Linked DNA regions of Callithrix jacchus: region 1 is linked to region 2. The links are chromatin contacts, called in public Hi-C maps. All regions are on one chromosome and are shown on one strand. The core of a region is the stretch at or near the end of the contact, and the rest is flanking DNA. Distances in the headings are between cores, read along the strand shown. Region 1 overlaps NAV2 (neuron navigator 2). Region 2 overlaps NAV2 (neuron navigator 2).

Region 1 (7,674 bases), core at 491-2,990, 150 kb after region 2:
GGAAATAGTCTACACTCTGTGCTGTGTAATATGGTAGCCACTAGGACTACATGTGGCTATTAAGCAATTGACATGTGGTTAGTGCAGATGAAGAACCAAAGTTTAAATGTATTAAATTTTAATTCATTTAAATGGCCACATGTAGCTCGTGGCTGCAGTATTTGACAGCACAGCTCTGGATAATCATTCATTGAGCAGCCAGTAAGTCCGGTGCTGAAGTCTGTCATTACAAAAATGTCATTCTGGACACAAAAGGCCAAATATTGTGTGATCCCATTTATATGAAATCTCCAGAGTAGGCAAATCTATAGACACAAAAAATAGATTGGTGGTTGCTAGGGCTGCAGGGTTGGGGTAAGAGGAGGAATGAGGAGCGGCTATAGAGTTTCTTTCTGATATGATGAAAATGTTTTAAAATTAGATTGTGGTGATGGTTGAGCAACTTCATGAGTAGATTAAAAACCATTGAATCACTCAAAATGTGTGAATTTCATGGTATGTGAATTATATACAATGGCTTTCTGTTCATACCATACTCAAGTAGATATTATAACTCTTGCTTTTCTCCTACCCCCAAAATATTCATAGTTAAATGTCTCCCCTTCCTTGGACCTCAGTTTCCCTCAATAAAAAGAGGGTATTGATTTTGCCTCAAGGATAGTAAAGAAGAGTGTTTCTGGTCTTCCTTTCCCCGTATGTACTTAACTTTAATCTAGTTCATATTGGATGGGACTATACCTCCTCATTCTGGGATTCCAATTCCAGATGCTGGCCCATTCCAGGAGCACCCAGGCAGTAAACAGAGCATTGACGCAGGTAACCAGCCACCCTGCGGTAGCCGTTCCCTCTGGAACCACAGCATAGATAGAAGGTCTTTGGTGCTGGCCAAGGAATTTTAAGTAATGACTGAGACATTTCTCTTTCTGCCTCTGATCTAGATAAAAACAGATCATAACCTTGAGTTGGCAGTTGATTCTAATGCACAGAAACAGCTTTCCATATCCTCAGTGAGCAAAGATACTAGCTGAGGAAGAGGTGGGGAGTTGGGGGTGGGAGGAGATTCTTGGCTGTAAAACATCTCATGGTTTTCTGAGGTTTGTGGTCCAGGGATCCTGTGGAATCTCTCTGGGAAGCACATTTCTTTAGAAGCAAGCTTGGTCTTTTTCTTCTCCCACTTGTCAGCTGCTCTTTTTGAAATCAAAAGCCTGCCAAAGGGTTGGAAATTAGTGACATCAGAAGAAGTAATGGTTGCCATCATGTTCCTCCTCCTCCTCTTCATCACTATCCTAAAGCCGTCCATGTGTGTCAACAGCAGATATTACAAATGCCTGCCTTCTAAATAACTTTAAGACCTGCTTATAATATACATGAGGCATTGGACTGAAAGGGGGAACTGAAACAGTAACAAGGAAAATGGTAACTGTAGCTGCCCATCATGGGGTGGTCAAGTTATTATGCGCCTGGAGGTGTGTTACGTACTTTACATACATAGCTTCATTTAATACCTCACATCACTACTGGGAAGTGTGAGTAGTAATATTTCCATTTTATAGATAAACTGAAGCTCAGAGTGGTTAAATAATGTGTCTATATTATGCAGCTAATAGGGCCAGAGTTGAGATTTGAACCAGGATCTGCATCATTGCAAAGCCAACATTTTGCTTTTAACCATCATGCTATTATACAAGCTAGTTTTTACTTAATTCACTAATCATTGAGCCCCTCCTTTACATTAAGTGCTATATAAATTGCTGGAGGTACAATTATGAACAAAACAGCAAGTGCCAGATGAGTGGTCCAGGCAGTCAGAGTCACAAAAATTCAGAGAAGAAAGTGGTAGCTAAGGGACTGAGAAGGTAGGCAAGGAGAGTTCATATAGAATTGGAGCTTAAAGGAGGAGTATGAACTTCTTGAAATTGTTGTATAGGGATACTCTAAATCAGAGGGGTTCAGGAGTTTGTTTTCTGATATATGAACATACTAAGAAAAAGCAAAAATGACCAAACAGTGCATGTAAAAAGATCATGATAATTTGAACTCATTTTTATGAGGACAATGATCACTTCTCCCACCACATGCTCTTATGTGTAAGGTAATGCTTTATCCCTGTCTCACTGGCTTTTACAGTGACATCATTTTGCAAACACATTTTTTTGGTCTCGAGTTTCTCTAGGGCAAGGACAGGGCTCAGCAAATATTTGTGAGCTGGAAGTGAACTCTGGCCTGAGATCCCAGCATGTGCCAGATGCTGTGCTTGGAATAGGGACAGGATCAGTAGCAGAGAAACAGACATTTGTAATATCCTGTGATAAGTGTCTATAGGACATTTATGTCTGGAAGGAGCATCCAATCCAACCTTGGAGGAGTCAAGAAAATATCCTGGAAGAAGTGAGGTCTAAGCTGAAAAGTGCATTAGCTCTGTAGAATAAGGAAAGAGTATTCTAGACACAACAGTGTATCCAAAGTCTAAGTGGTAAAAGGGGACACGGCATGATAGAGGGAAAGAAAGTCGAGTGTGTATATGTGTGTAGGTGTCTGAATGAAGGAGGCAAAATGACTTTCTCAATTCTACCCAGAAAATTGATGCTAGACTCCAAATTTTATGAGGGCAGAAAGCATGCCTGTCATGTTCAATAAATCCTTGTTGAAAGAATTGAGAGGATGGTGGCCAAAATGGGATCAGAAACCAGGCTTTCTGAATCTCTTTTGTGATTTACCCTGTCACCTCACTCTAAGAATTCTTGGTCAATTCCAAATTGACCTCAGATGGTGGATGATCTAGAATGCCAATCCAAGCCAGTCAGGGCAGAGCTGCAGCAAAAGTGGAGAGACTGCAAAGTCCTATCTGCTAATAACTTGGTTGGCTTACAGCAAAAGGGAGAGTGCATCTTGATCCAGTGATGTTTATTTATGGACACAAGAAACCTGATAGAGCTCTGTAGTGATGAAGTTCCAAGCCACTTAAATCCTAGTAAGTTTCAGCATCTGCTAGCAAAAGGCAGCCCTCAACCTTTGAGAGCACAAGTGGTAACATCTGCAGCCACTCTAGCGATTCCAACTGGCAAAAATGATGGATTGCAGGCATTTCATCATTCAATTTCTACTAGGTTACATCCTGACTTAATCTTTTGGTGGTTACATTCTAATTTTCAAGCAAAATGTCTGTGTTTGGTAGCAGTTCTTTAACTTTATCTCATTAAATAAAGTTTAGTGAACTGTCAAAGACAAGATGAGCTAGGGCCAATGTTTTTGAAATAGAAAAACTGGAAATGGAATTTACATCTGGACTCTAGGACATTTTGCTGCCTTCACTTGCAGAATAAGAGCAAAAAAGTGATTCTTGTATGTTTCTGTATCTCTTGCAAAAGTCCTCTTTGCTTTCAGACACCACGGCTTTGAGCAAATGTTTATATTCCACTTAAACACATTTGGACTTTAATGTCCGTGCTGCTGATTACCAAAATGAAAAATAGATGAAGCAGAAAAGAAAATTCGTTTAAATGTAGTATTTTAGAATGTCTGACACCCCTTACCCAGCCCCATGAGACTGGTCACTGTTGATCTTTGTGTCCCCGTAACCTGGCACAGAATAGACATGCATTAAATGAAGGAATGCATTCATTAGAGTTCATGCCAAATGCCCATTGTCATAAAGACCATCTGTTAGTTTAACTGGAAACCCTCGCCCTTGGGACCATGTCCTCATGGGCATGTGTCGTCTTCTAACCCTGATATAAATTTCCGGGAGACCCAGACTGTGCCTTGTTTCTCATTATAGCCAGCTAACCCCTCTGAGGAACCTCATTGTATATATACATTTTGCTCACCCAGTGTATTTGCTTACAGGCTGACTTCCCTAAGCTGAAAACTTACTGCAATTCAGAGAGAAACTAGATTGAACAGAACATTTTACTACATCGTGTTACTAAAGGCAGGGATAGGGCATGTAATCTGAGTTGTCCAAAGAAACCCATACATTCCTGGCTGCTATTTTAAGTCTCTCCTTCTAATAAACTGATATCCTTCAGGTTTATTTGGTTTAACTCCTGCTCTGGCAGTTTGGCTTGTTTCTGTGCATCAGAGTCATCATGAAAGCTGCTCCTCCAGGATTCCAGCTGGACAGCTGCAGAATCGCTGGCATTTTTCTTTCCTTGACTCTGTATTGACAGCAGGTTTAAATCACTCTGTCCTGTTTTGTGTAATATAACCAGGTCAGAAATCATTTGAAAAACATTTAGGATGCCTAATTTGATCTCGTTTTCAGTGAAAGGGAGGCATTGCCTGGTTCATTTTGTATTTTTGTGTTTGGAGCCTTATTAAGAACATAAAAGGACCTCCTTCATCTGCCCTTCTATTTCCTGCTGATTAACATGGGTGTGTGGGGGAGCCTTTCCCAGTCTGGAATATCCCATCAGTTCACCGCTTCCCCCACATCCTTGTGTGCTGTCTTGTAGAAACCTGTCTGCTCATTCCTTCACTGCTGGCCACCCCAGTTGGTCTTCTCTTCCTGTCAGTTGGGTTTCTGGCTAGCTTTCTTAAGCTCACACCAATCGCTGGCAGAACTCCTCTTCATACACAAAGAGGCAGAAATCCTACAAATTGCAAACTAGCAAAATGTAAAAATTTAGCCAGAACTGCCTATGTGTGCCCCTGCCTGGTTGTAAGCCAAATTCATGTTGTGCCTTTCCCTAAGAGGATAAGACTTCAGGGCATGGAGAGGAAAGAGGAAGGCTGTGTTCCAGATCCTTGAATAACAACCATGCTCTCTGGGCCTTAGATTCCTTCATTACACTGGCTGACCTCAGCACTTCCTTTTAGTTCTATGTACTTTGATCACATGATAATTACCTGATGGATGGTGACTAGCTCTAAACCTTTCTTATCCTTGTGCCTGTCTTAGTCTCCTATAGGGACTGCATAGTCTCCAAAAACTACTACACCTCTGGATAAAACCTTTCTTGGCAAACCTAAGCAGAGACTTGATTTATGAAAACTGCTTTTAATCTAGACATCAGCTGTGGATTCCCTGAGCCAGTGTTATTGCTGGAATCAGTTTCTACCAGCTCATCAGAGCAAATTTTTTAATTTTCAGGAGTTTTGCAAGCCTGTTGATGTCATGCTGGTAGCTTGAAATCTGCCATAGCAGGAGTATTTACACCACAGGAAGTGGCAAACACTATGAATCAGAACTTTTTTTCCCCTTCTGGAATCAGTGGTTAGTCATTTGCCAGCCTATGATCCATTAAATGTGAGTTGGAGAACTCACATGTGGAAGACCCAGTATCCTTTTCAATCTTTTTGGAAGTGTTTCCTTTTGCTTATTTTGGGGGTGGGGGGATAAGGGTGGTGTTACATTACTATTGGTCACTATTTTTGCCTAGTCTGTTCTGCTGAAATACTTGCACTTATAGGTCATGTATCTCTGTGTTATATCCTTCTCTTACCCATTGGAACCACCACAAGTCATTCTCTTCTCAGAAAAGTGATACAGGATTTGGGCATTGCAGACTGTTCCTGAAAGTTTAAGGCCATGGAGGGGTTATACTATTGTATTACAAACCACTTAAAATTTATTATTGTTATTCCTCTTCTTAAAAGTTCTTCAGCTCCCTTGCCACTTAGAATTTCTCCATGGCCAACTTCTCTTTTGTTCTTAGTATTCCAGTCTTCTGCTGTATTGTTCAGCCATGCTTTCCCTCTCCTCTCTTTTCTCCTCTCCTTATCTCCGTTTTCTTATCTCCTTTCAGAACATACCCTCAGAGTTTCATCTTCCATGCTTGGAGTAGCCTGTCCAAGGTAACTCAGAGTTGGTGCACAGCTTTGCTGCACTAATCCAGTGCATTCGTGTGGTACATATTTGCGGAGTGCTGACTTTTTCTAGCCACTATGTGTTCAAAGAACTCAGTTGATCATGGAGTCTCCCAGGGGCTGGGTTTTCAGTGGGGCACTGGGGAGGAATCCCCTGTCAGAAGTTATTTGATTTTAATAAAGGGGAAGATGATTTGTATTGAGAAGCAGGAAACTATAGCCAAACAAGCTTCCTTAACATGAAATTTGGAACACTGAATCACCATTTCTCCTCTCTTCTCTTTTTTTTTTTTTAGACGGAGTCTTGCTCTGTCCCCAGGCTGGAGTACAGTGGTGCTATCTTGGCTCACTGCAACCTTCGACTCCCTGGTTCAAGTGATTCTCCTGCCTCAGCATTTGAAATGCATTCCACTTTCCTCATCTTTCTTCCCACCAAGTTTCTAACTTATCTTTTATTTTCAGGTTAGATTTTTCTTTCCTCTAGAAATTTTTCCCTGACCTTTGGAGACTGAGTTTGAAGCCCCTTCTCTGAGTTCTGTTGTCCCCTATTCTACTCTCTAGTTGTCCTCCTCAGAGTCTGTGGTAATATTCTTGGTCCTTCACGAGCAGGTGAGCTCCTTGAGGTCAGGGACTGAGCCTGATTTTCTTCTCTCTCCATTGCCATTACAGGACTTGGCATACAGAGACATTAAAGTACTTGTTAAATACTTTAATATTTGTTGGTATAGTGAATAAATGAATGAGCTATAATTATTTACAGCCCAGACTCTGGAGCCACACAGATGTGTACCTATTATCTGACATTGGACAAGCTACTTAGCCTCTTCAAGCCTTAGTTTCCTCATCTGTAAAATGGGAGTATAGCAGTATCTACTTCATAGAGTAGTAAATTAGGTGATGCAAATACAGTATTTAGCATAGTGTACAATATATACTTTTATACAATATGTACTTAATAAATTATTAAGCTATTAATGATGAAAATCATAAAGAGCAAATGAAAGGGAAATAAGCTAATATTTTCAGTATATGTACCAAAAAGCAATAACATCCAGCATTTAACTGGAAGATAAATTATCTTATTCCCAAATATCTTCCAAAACTGTACCTGTGATTTTCAGTACCAGATACTAATGTTCAGCAATGCAGCTCAAAACATCACAGAGTTTTCAATTAGACCCAAGTTTACTAATAAAAAGAGAAGTAGAATAACATCCTTTTGAGAAAAAAAATCAAATCAGTGTGCATTAAAACATAAAAGATGCTGTTGCTGTTAACCGGCTTAAATGGAAACATGGTTAACCAGAACATCTCTTTTCAGTTGTTAAAGTATTTCTACCTAGTGTCTTTGCAGTAACAACTGTGTCAAATTGATCTAATCATGTCTGTCTAACCCTCATGCATGCATTCACCCACTTTATCAAACAACATTTATTCTGTATCACATACTGGCGATAAAGAGATGAATGAAACAGAGCCCCAGGCTTCAAGGAATTAATATTCTGGAGCAAGGGATGGCAGACTTTCTCTTAAATGGCCAGAAAGTAAATATTTTGGACTTTGAGGGCCATAGGGTCTCTGGTGCAACTATTCAACTTTTCCACTGTAGTGAGAAAGCCGCCATAGACAATATGTAAATGCATGAGAGTGGCTGTGTTCAAATCAAATTTTATTTACAAATATAGGTGGGGAGCTGAATTTGGCCTTCAGGCCCAGGCTTACTGGCCTCCATCCTAGAGGAGTGAACTAAGTCGGTACCAGGCTACTAATAAGTACAGAGGGCCAAGATCTGTGAAGGATAGAGAATGGGGAGATGAGAAGGTGATGGGTTAGGAAATGGGTTCTGGACCTATGGGTACTTTGAGA
Region 2 (7,028 bases), core at 2,468-4,967:
CCCACCTTCCCCACCCAATCATACATTTTCTTATATTTGGATATCTCTGAAATGAGGATGAATTGAAGAGTCACTGTGCATATTTGTGTGGTAGTAGTCATAGACTGGAGAAATGTAATGCCTCTTCATTGCCTAAGGCTCAGCCCAGGCAGTACCTCCTTGGGTTTAAGTTCTCTTCTCTGGTTGCAATAACGTCCTGACTACTCTGTCATGGCACTAGTCAGACCGTACTGTACTTGCCTGCTTGTCGGTCTCCCCCTGCACCAGGACCTCATTGAGAACAGCAAGTGTGTCTTTTATTCCTTTATCCCCAGCTCCCAGTAGCCCAGGCTCCAGGACAGAAGCTGAAGTCAGGACAGGTGGGGGTGGACCCAGTCCTGGATTGTCTTCTGTCCTTTCCACTAATAGGCAAATGGAATTATTTCCTCATTCCAGACCAGTGGAGAGCTCCTTTACGGAGCCCTTGGCAGGTGGGGCAAAGCATCTCACCTGTCGCAGCTTTGAGGTTAATGCCTGTTTTAGGCCACGATGGGCTTATTTATTTGCTAAGAGGGAGGGTGGGAAGAAAGCTTGGTGGGTGCGGGTTTTGGTAATTCATGCCCACATGACTGGAAGAGAGCTTCGAGGAAACCACGTTACCGGCATAGCAATTGTTTTCACTGCGTTTCAGAATGAGAAATGCTTGAATTTCAACTTTACAAAAGGGCCTGCTAGAGATATCACCTTTCCCCTCTGTCCCTTTTGCTTAGTCCAGGATACAATGACCATGAAAAAAAGTTGGCTGTTTGAGCTTTTCAATGCCCCCCCTCCCAATTTTCCCCTTTCTCTACCCCTTTCTGGGTCTTTCTCTTTTTTCTGAGTTGATCTTCCCTTATCTTCCTCTGCATGACTTTTAACATTGCTTTTTATTAATTACCTCCAGAAGGAATAAGTAGGATACCTGTTACATGGGAACACGCTGCATAAAGTTGAGAGGCAGGAAGATCATCCTTTCTGGCTGGGAAGGTGGGTGAAGCCTTCCTGCAGGAGGCAGCTGATTCTTGAAGGCTGGGTAGGTTTCAAATAGATGAACAAGTGGTGGAGGAAGAGGATAGGTCAGTCCAAGCTTAGGCAGGAGCAAGTCATGGTCAGGAAGGGGAGGCCGAAGCAAACATTTATCTATAATGTTTATAGACTACCTGCAGTAAGCTGGCCTTTCTTATGTGAGTAAACCAGATGTTACTCAGACCCCTGGTTCTCCAGCTCATGTGTCTGCATGGCCTTATTTTTACCCCATGATAACAACCCAGACTCTAAATACATTTCCAAGTTTGAACCAAAATAATCCATGATTATAAAAATATTGGTGCCCAATTTAGATTTGACTGGATATTTTGTAGAGGCCATGGAGGATTGAGCTTATCTTATATACTTCACTACAAGCAATTAAAAATGTTCATCGGTGGTTTCTGTTTTCCCGGAGAACTCCCCTTAGCCTACCATGGTGTGGAGGAGTGTTCCCCTCTCCTTCCCTCACTTGCTTCCTTGTTGGCCCTTTTGTCTCCTGGATTCTTTCCTGTGAACTCTACATTCCTCACCCTTTATCAGCCAACTCTTTCCACCATCACCCACAACTTGCACACTACAGATCCTTTGTGTCAGCATGATCAGTGATCCATATCGTTGTGTCAAGATCATGGCCCTGGGGATCCACTCTTCTGCAAGAGGTTGGTTTAGCTCTATTTTCCAAACAAATGCAATGTCTTCCCCAAGAAAAATTCTGGTGGCTAATATAGTCTCCCTGTAGTTATGTGTACATTTTCACATTCAACCCACTACAACAGCCCTTCTTTTATCTTCATTTTACAGAGTAGACAACTAAAAATAAAAGAATTGATTTGCCCAACATCACACCGCAGCCAAAATGGTGGAGGTGAGATCTGAACTCTGTCCTTCTATTTTTTTTTTTTTTTTTAATGTGTAAGAGCTACATCCCATACACGGACTGTGAAGAAGGTGACTTTGATGGAAGAAAGGCTAGACATGTAGGTTGTGACCTGTATTTGTTTCCTAGGGCTACCATAAGAAAATACCATGAATCAATGGCTTAAATGAACAGAAATTTATTATCTCACTGCTCTAGGGCCTGAAAGTTCAAAATTAGGTCATTGGCAGGATTGGTTCCTTCTAGAGGCTCTGGGAAGGACTTGTTCCATGTCTCTCTCTTAGCTTCTAAGGTTGCTGGCAGTTCTTGGCATTCCTTGTGTTTGTAGATGCATCACTCCAATCTTTGGCTTCCTCTTTGCATGGTGTTCTTCTCTTCATGTCTCCTGTGTCTTCTCATGGCCTTACTATGAGGACACCAGTCACTGGCTTTACAACCCAGTGTTGTGCTAAACTATTAATCTCAATAGGGAAGGCACCAGGTTCTAGAGGCCAAAGAGACCCAGAGCCAGCAAATGAGACTTGGAGTTTTATTAGGGACATACCTACAGAGCAGAGAATCTGGTGGTAACGGTCTGGACAGGACAACAGCCTTACATATAGAAATGGTCCAGTGGCACCAGGCTGGACAAGAGAACTGCACAGCCTAGTGGTGGCTGGCTTGCAAACAGCATGTAGTTTATTCAGCATTTTCACTTAACAGCCTCCCCTTGATGACCTATACCTGGCAACTTTATTTAACATAGAACTCAGAGCCTCAATCTCCTGTAAAGTTCATGTTCCAGGGGTTGGGATGGGGGCTCAAATGTTCCTCATGGGCAAGGAATGAATAAGTAGGTTGCTTATATCTGAATTCCCTAGCTTGGAGCACACATTCAGGTGTGTCTACCAGACAAGGTCATTCTAAGGGTATGCTTTGATTATTGTTTTAAGGAGCATTTACCCTACACTCACCCTAATCCAGAATAAACTCATTTTAACTAATTAAATCTGCGAAGATCCTGTTTTCAAATTAGGTCGTATTCTGGAACAGCTGAGGTTCCAGGAGGAAATGAATTTTTTGCAAGACATTATTCAGCCCAGTACAGGACCAGTTCATGAAGAGTCTGGAAGGTATTACCAAGAAATCTGGATTGTGGTCAAGGGGCAATCATGAAGGGTGATGGAGGAAAAGAATAACCAAAGTCAACCTGAAACCACCAGGAATCTGGCTCCATGTTCTTTCTTTCTCACCCAGCTCGCTATGCCTTATTGCTTTATTAAGGAATTAAATAGGGTGGGCTTCCATCAGCAGATGAGTGTTTTCTGAGAGTGGCAGCCTTTTCTTCTTTTTGGAAACTTTGCATTTGCCTCTGTTGTGCCTTGGACTAATCAGTATGCCACGTGAAACTATTTAAAGCCTGATGCATTAGTCACAACAAATCTGCTCCCGCTGGGAGTTAAAAAGACTGATCAGGGTGCCAGCTTCTTTTTGGTGAGCACAGTTTGTTTTCCCCCTTAATTCATTTGCATCCAGCCCCTTGGATTTCTCAGACGTCACGCACAGAGCCCCTTCCCTGAATTGCCCCTGGTACGGTGAGGGCTGCCAAGGCCTGGTCAGGCCACCTTTGAAAACCTTTCTGAGGACAGAGGCTGAGACCAGGCCAGGGGCCAAAACAGGAGGGGCTGCTGGGCTGGGCTGGGCTGATCCATGGGGAAGACCCTGATGCCCAGTGAACATACTGTGCCAGCTGGAAACAGTTGAAAAAGTCCTTGGTGACTGCTTCAGCGCCCTGCTCTGAACTATTCCCAGCAAATGTGGGGTTGGGAATGTTGTTTTGAAGCTGAGAGAGCACTAGAACCTTGGACCTGCTCTCCTGGTGGAAACCACAGGCTCCATCTGCCTTTGTGGTGTTGCCAAACCCTTGACTGTCCTATAAGGGAGCGGGTTTTGGAGAATCACAGTTGGCCCCAGTGAGTGTGCAGAGGCCTAGGGTTCCTGTTTATTTTTAGCAGGAATACTCAAGCAGCATGGCAGAGTTTCTCCATACTGCCTCATAAGGTGTCCTCAGATTCTGGGGCTGCAGGTTGCACAAGAGAGCAAGCCTGGGTGGTGGCAAGAAGAGAGTTTGAATTTCTGACTTAAAGGCTTTTGCTCCTCTGCGTCGGGTGAACTGTGTGACCTTGGGCAAGTTGACCTCTCTGAACACCAGTTATATCAGCTATAAAGTAGAGTGGGTAATTCGTCTTCATCATAAGATTCAGCAGCATCAACTAAGAGGATTTGTGGGAAAGTGCTTCATAGGCTGCATGGTGAGTGATGGGATGGTTTAAGGGACATGAATAGCCTTGTATCTGGTACACAGTAACAGTTTACATTTATTGAGGGTATGGTATGTGCTAGACATTGTTCTGGATACTTTCCATGGCTTGTTCCTATTTAATCCCAGGAGTTACAAAAGCCCTAGGAGTTACTGTTATAATCTCTATTTTACAGATGAGGAAACTGTGGCTAAGAGAATTTTGTTTGCTGAAGATCAAACAGCGAATTAATTGCCAAAGCCAAATTCAGACTCTGGAGCCTGCAGTCTTACCCCCAGTCTCTCTGTGCTACCTCTCCCAGTGTCATCATTATCATTACCATCATCATTGCCCAGTTATTGGAACCTAGTCTTCGGCAAAGCCTGAAAATATTATACATTGTCTCTAATCCTCATAGCAGCATCACAATATTGACTCATCACCATATTTACATTGTGGTGTAAATATTATTCCCTTCACTTCATAGATGTGGAATGTTGAGAATAAAGGGGTTTGTTCACTCCATTTATTGAGCACCAACATCTTCTATTTGAGCACCAGGACACAAAGATGAACAAGACAGGAGGGCTCCTGCCTTCATAGAACATGTATTTTAGTGTGAAGGAACCAGGTGATGTAACACATAAGCACAGTCATTTCAGGTAAAACTAAAGGCAGCGAAGAAAATGAAACCAAGTAATGTGTCGAGTGATGGGCCAGGGAAGGCCTCTCTGAGGAGGGGCTGTGTGAGCTGAGGCTCGAGTGGTAAAAAATAGCCACGAAATGCATGGGCAATGGAGAGGGGTTGGAGGAGCTGAAGCCAGGTAAAGGGTGGCATTGGGTTAGAGGAGCAGGAGGCAGTGGCTGAAAGTAGGGTGACTTTGTTATAAGAGGCAGTGTGGGGGACCAGGAATCCATTCCCACCAATGTATGGAGTGAGACATGATGGCCAGGGACAGGCCCAGGCCTCGCAGGGCAGGGTGACCTGAGCTGGTAGGCAGCCCCTGTGGTGGATTAACTGAGCAGGTTGTAGGGAAAGGGGGCTTGGGCTTGGGGCCCAGTCAAGCCTTCTCCTATTTTGCTATAGTACAAACAGTCAACTGACCTAGGGGATTGTGGGTTCCCTCCACATCAGCTCTGACCGAGAGGGAGCCATGACCTCACCAGGGAGGCAGAGCAACTGCTTCTGCCTTCTTTTCCACAACCCCCAAGGGATTATTGATCTTGATTAATTACCCCCCTGAGGATTTTGGAGGAGCCCTCCTGTCTATGGAGACTTGGTGGATATTCTAAAGAACCTAGGAAGATTTGCTCCCCTCACTTCTTTCTTGAGAGAAAGAAACTTCTTTTGTGCAGTTGATCAGAATAAAATTATAGAAGTTTGGACCTGAAAGACACTTTAATGATAATCTTGTCCAACACCCTCACTTATAAGAAGAAACTGTGGCTCAGGTATTATTTGAATTTAGTGTTATGAAAAATAGTCAATGAAACTCTTTCTGGGAAAAAACAAAAACCAAACAAATGCACTTTTCCTGATGTAGTAAACAGAGTAAATCAACTGCTTGGTTGAAGAGAAGCCAGCAACAGTACGAGTGGGGCCTCTGGTGCTGGGTACACCTGGGATTGGCTCCCATGTGAGGTACTTACTAGCTATATTTTCTTGGGCAAGTTGCTTCATGTCTCTATTTTCTCAGTTTTCTGATTTGTAAAAATATATATAATAATGATGCCACCTCGTGGGGTTTTTTAATGTGAACTGAAAAAAACCAATATATATAAAGTGCTCATCACATCCTGAAGAATTATTATGCAATGTATGATTACTGTTGTTGCTGTTTGAGGTGCAGGTGCAGAAGATGCAGATGAGTGGTGCTGTGGAGCATGCAGAAATGCAGGGGTGCAGTGGGGATAAGGTGGTCTACAAATGGCACTGTCATTCTCTTGAGCTCAGCCCTCCATAGCATCCTTCAAAGTTGATTTTTTTGTAAATTTCCAAATATGTAGGTGTCATCCTGCCCATTTACCTCTATTTCCTGAAAGAGGCAAATGGATAGAATAACATCTATGTATTTGGAAAAGAAAAATATTTCTGGTTAAGTGAGAGTTCAGCAGATGAATTAGGTCTAAAACAGAACTGTATCACCATTTCATTTCAAAGGCAGCCTAGCATATCTGCTAATGTGAGTCCTGACATTGCTCCTCTGAGAGGCAGGCTGGAGAATGAGACCCTCTGTCTAATCCAGCCATTCTAGGACCCTTACCAAAGGTAAGTCCTTTGCCCCATTCTCAAGACCACTCCCAACCCAACTTCAGGGCAATCCAGTAGGTTTATAAGATGGCAATTGATCTTATCATCCTACTAACATCATATTATGGCTTAGCTGAAATAATACTGGACAGTGATTATGTTATTAGTTATTTCCCTCCTAGCTTCAGGGGAGAATGCAGGCATGTTGCAGGAAAACAAAAGAGCCACGCACACCACTGACTCACAAGCTCTGGGAATGACCATTTGCTGGTGACGAAGCACTGACTTGTCCCTTTGGTGGGCTCTTCAAAGATCTGGCTGGGTCTCACTATGCGAGGCTTCTTTTCCCTCTCTAGAATGCAGTACCTATCTTCATGTTATGCAAACAGCGTATTTTCAAAGTAAAATTTAGAAGAGTAAGAGAGAAGAATCTAATGCCCTGAGAAGGAATTTAGCTAGGAGAACCAATATTGTCCAATACGCTGGGTTAAAAAGAACCAGTTATGAACTACAAATGCAGTTGACTTTGGCCCTGAGATCTGTAGGTAAAACTAGGGAGAAAAAATAGTAATGA

The links. Hi-C and Micro-C count contacts between places; a contact is called where the count stands out from the background.
Region 1: a Hi-C map of induced pluripotent stem cells shows a contact between it and region 2, with 3 times the contacts expected there. The contact joins two enhancer-like sites. A contact is called at or near these places in 3 of 3 Hi-C or Micro-C datasets (induced pluripotent stem cells and skeletal muscle).

The regions. Positions count from the first base shown.
Region 1 is chr10:85,688,736-85,696,409 of calJac240_pri, forward strand. The region is part of intron 7 of NAV2 (neuron navigator 2); the gene reads left to right. Among named protein-coding and RNA genes, the nearest start is that of DBX1, 250 kb to the right of the region's middle. Within about 2 kb of position 1,741, at least 3 of the 16 cell types and tissues checked have an H3K27ac peak or open chromatin away from gene starts, as enhancers often do. A contact at or near this core is called in skeletal muscle, where this site is marked.
Region 2 is chr10:85,533,049-85,540,076 of calJac240_pri, forward strand. The region is part of intron 2 of NAV2 (neuron navigator 2); the gene reads left to right. Among named protein-coding and RNA genes, the nearest start is that of NAV2, 400 kb to the left of the region's middle. Within about 2 kb of position 3,718, at least 2 of the 16 cell types and tissues checked have an H3K27ac peak or open chromatin away from gene starts, as enhancers often do. A contact at or near this core is called in skeletal muscle, where this site is marked.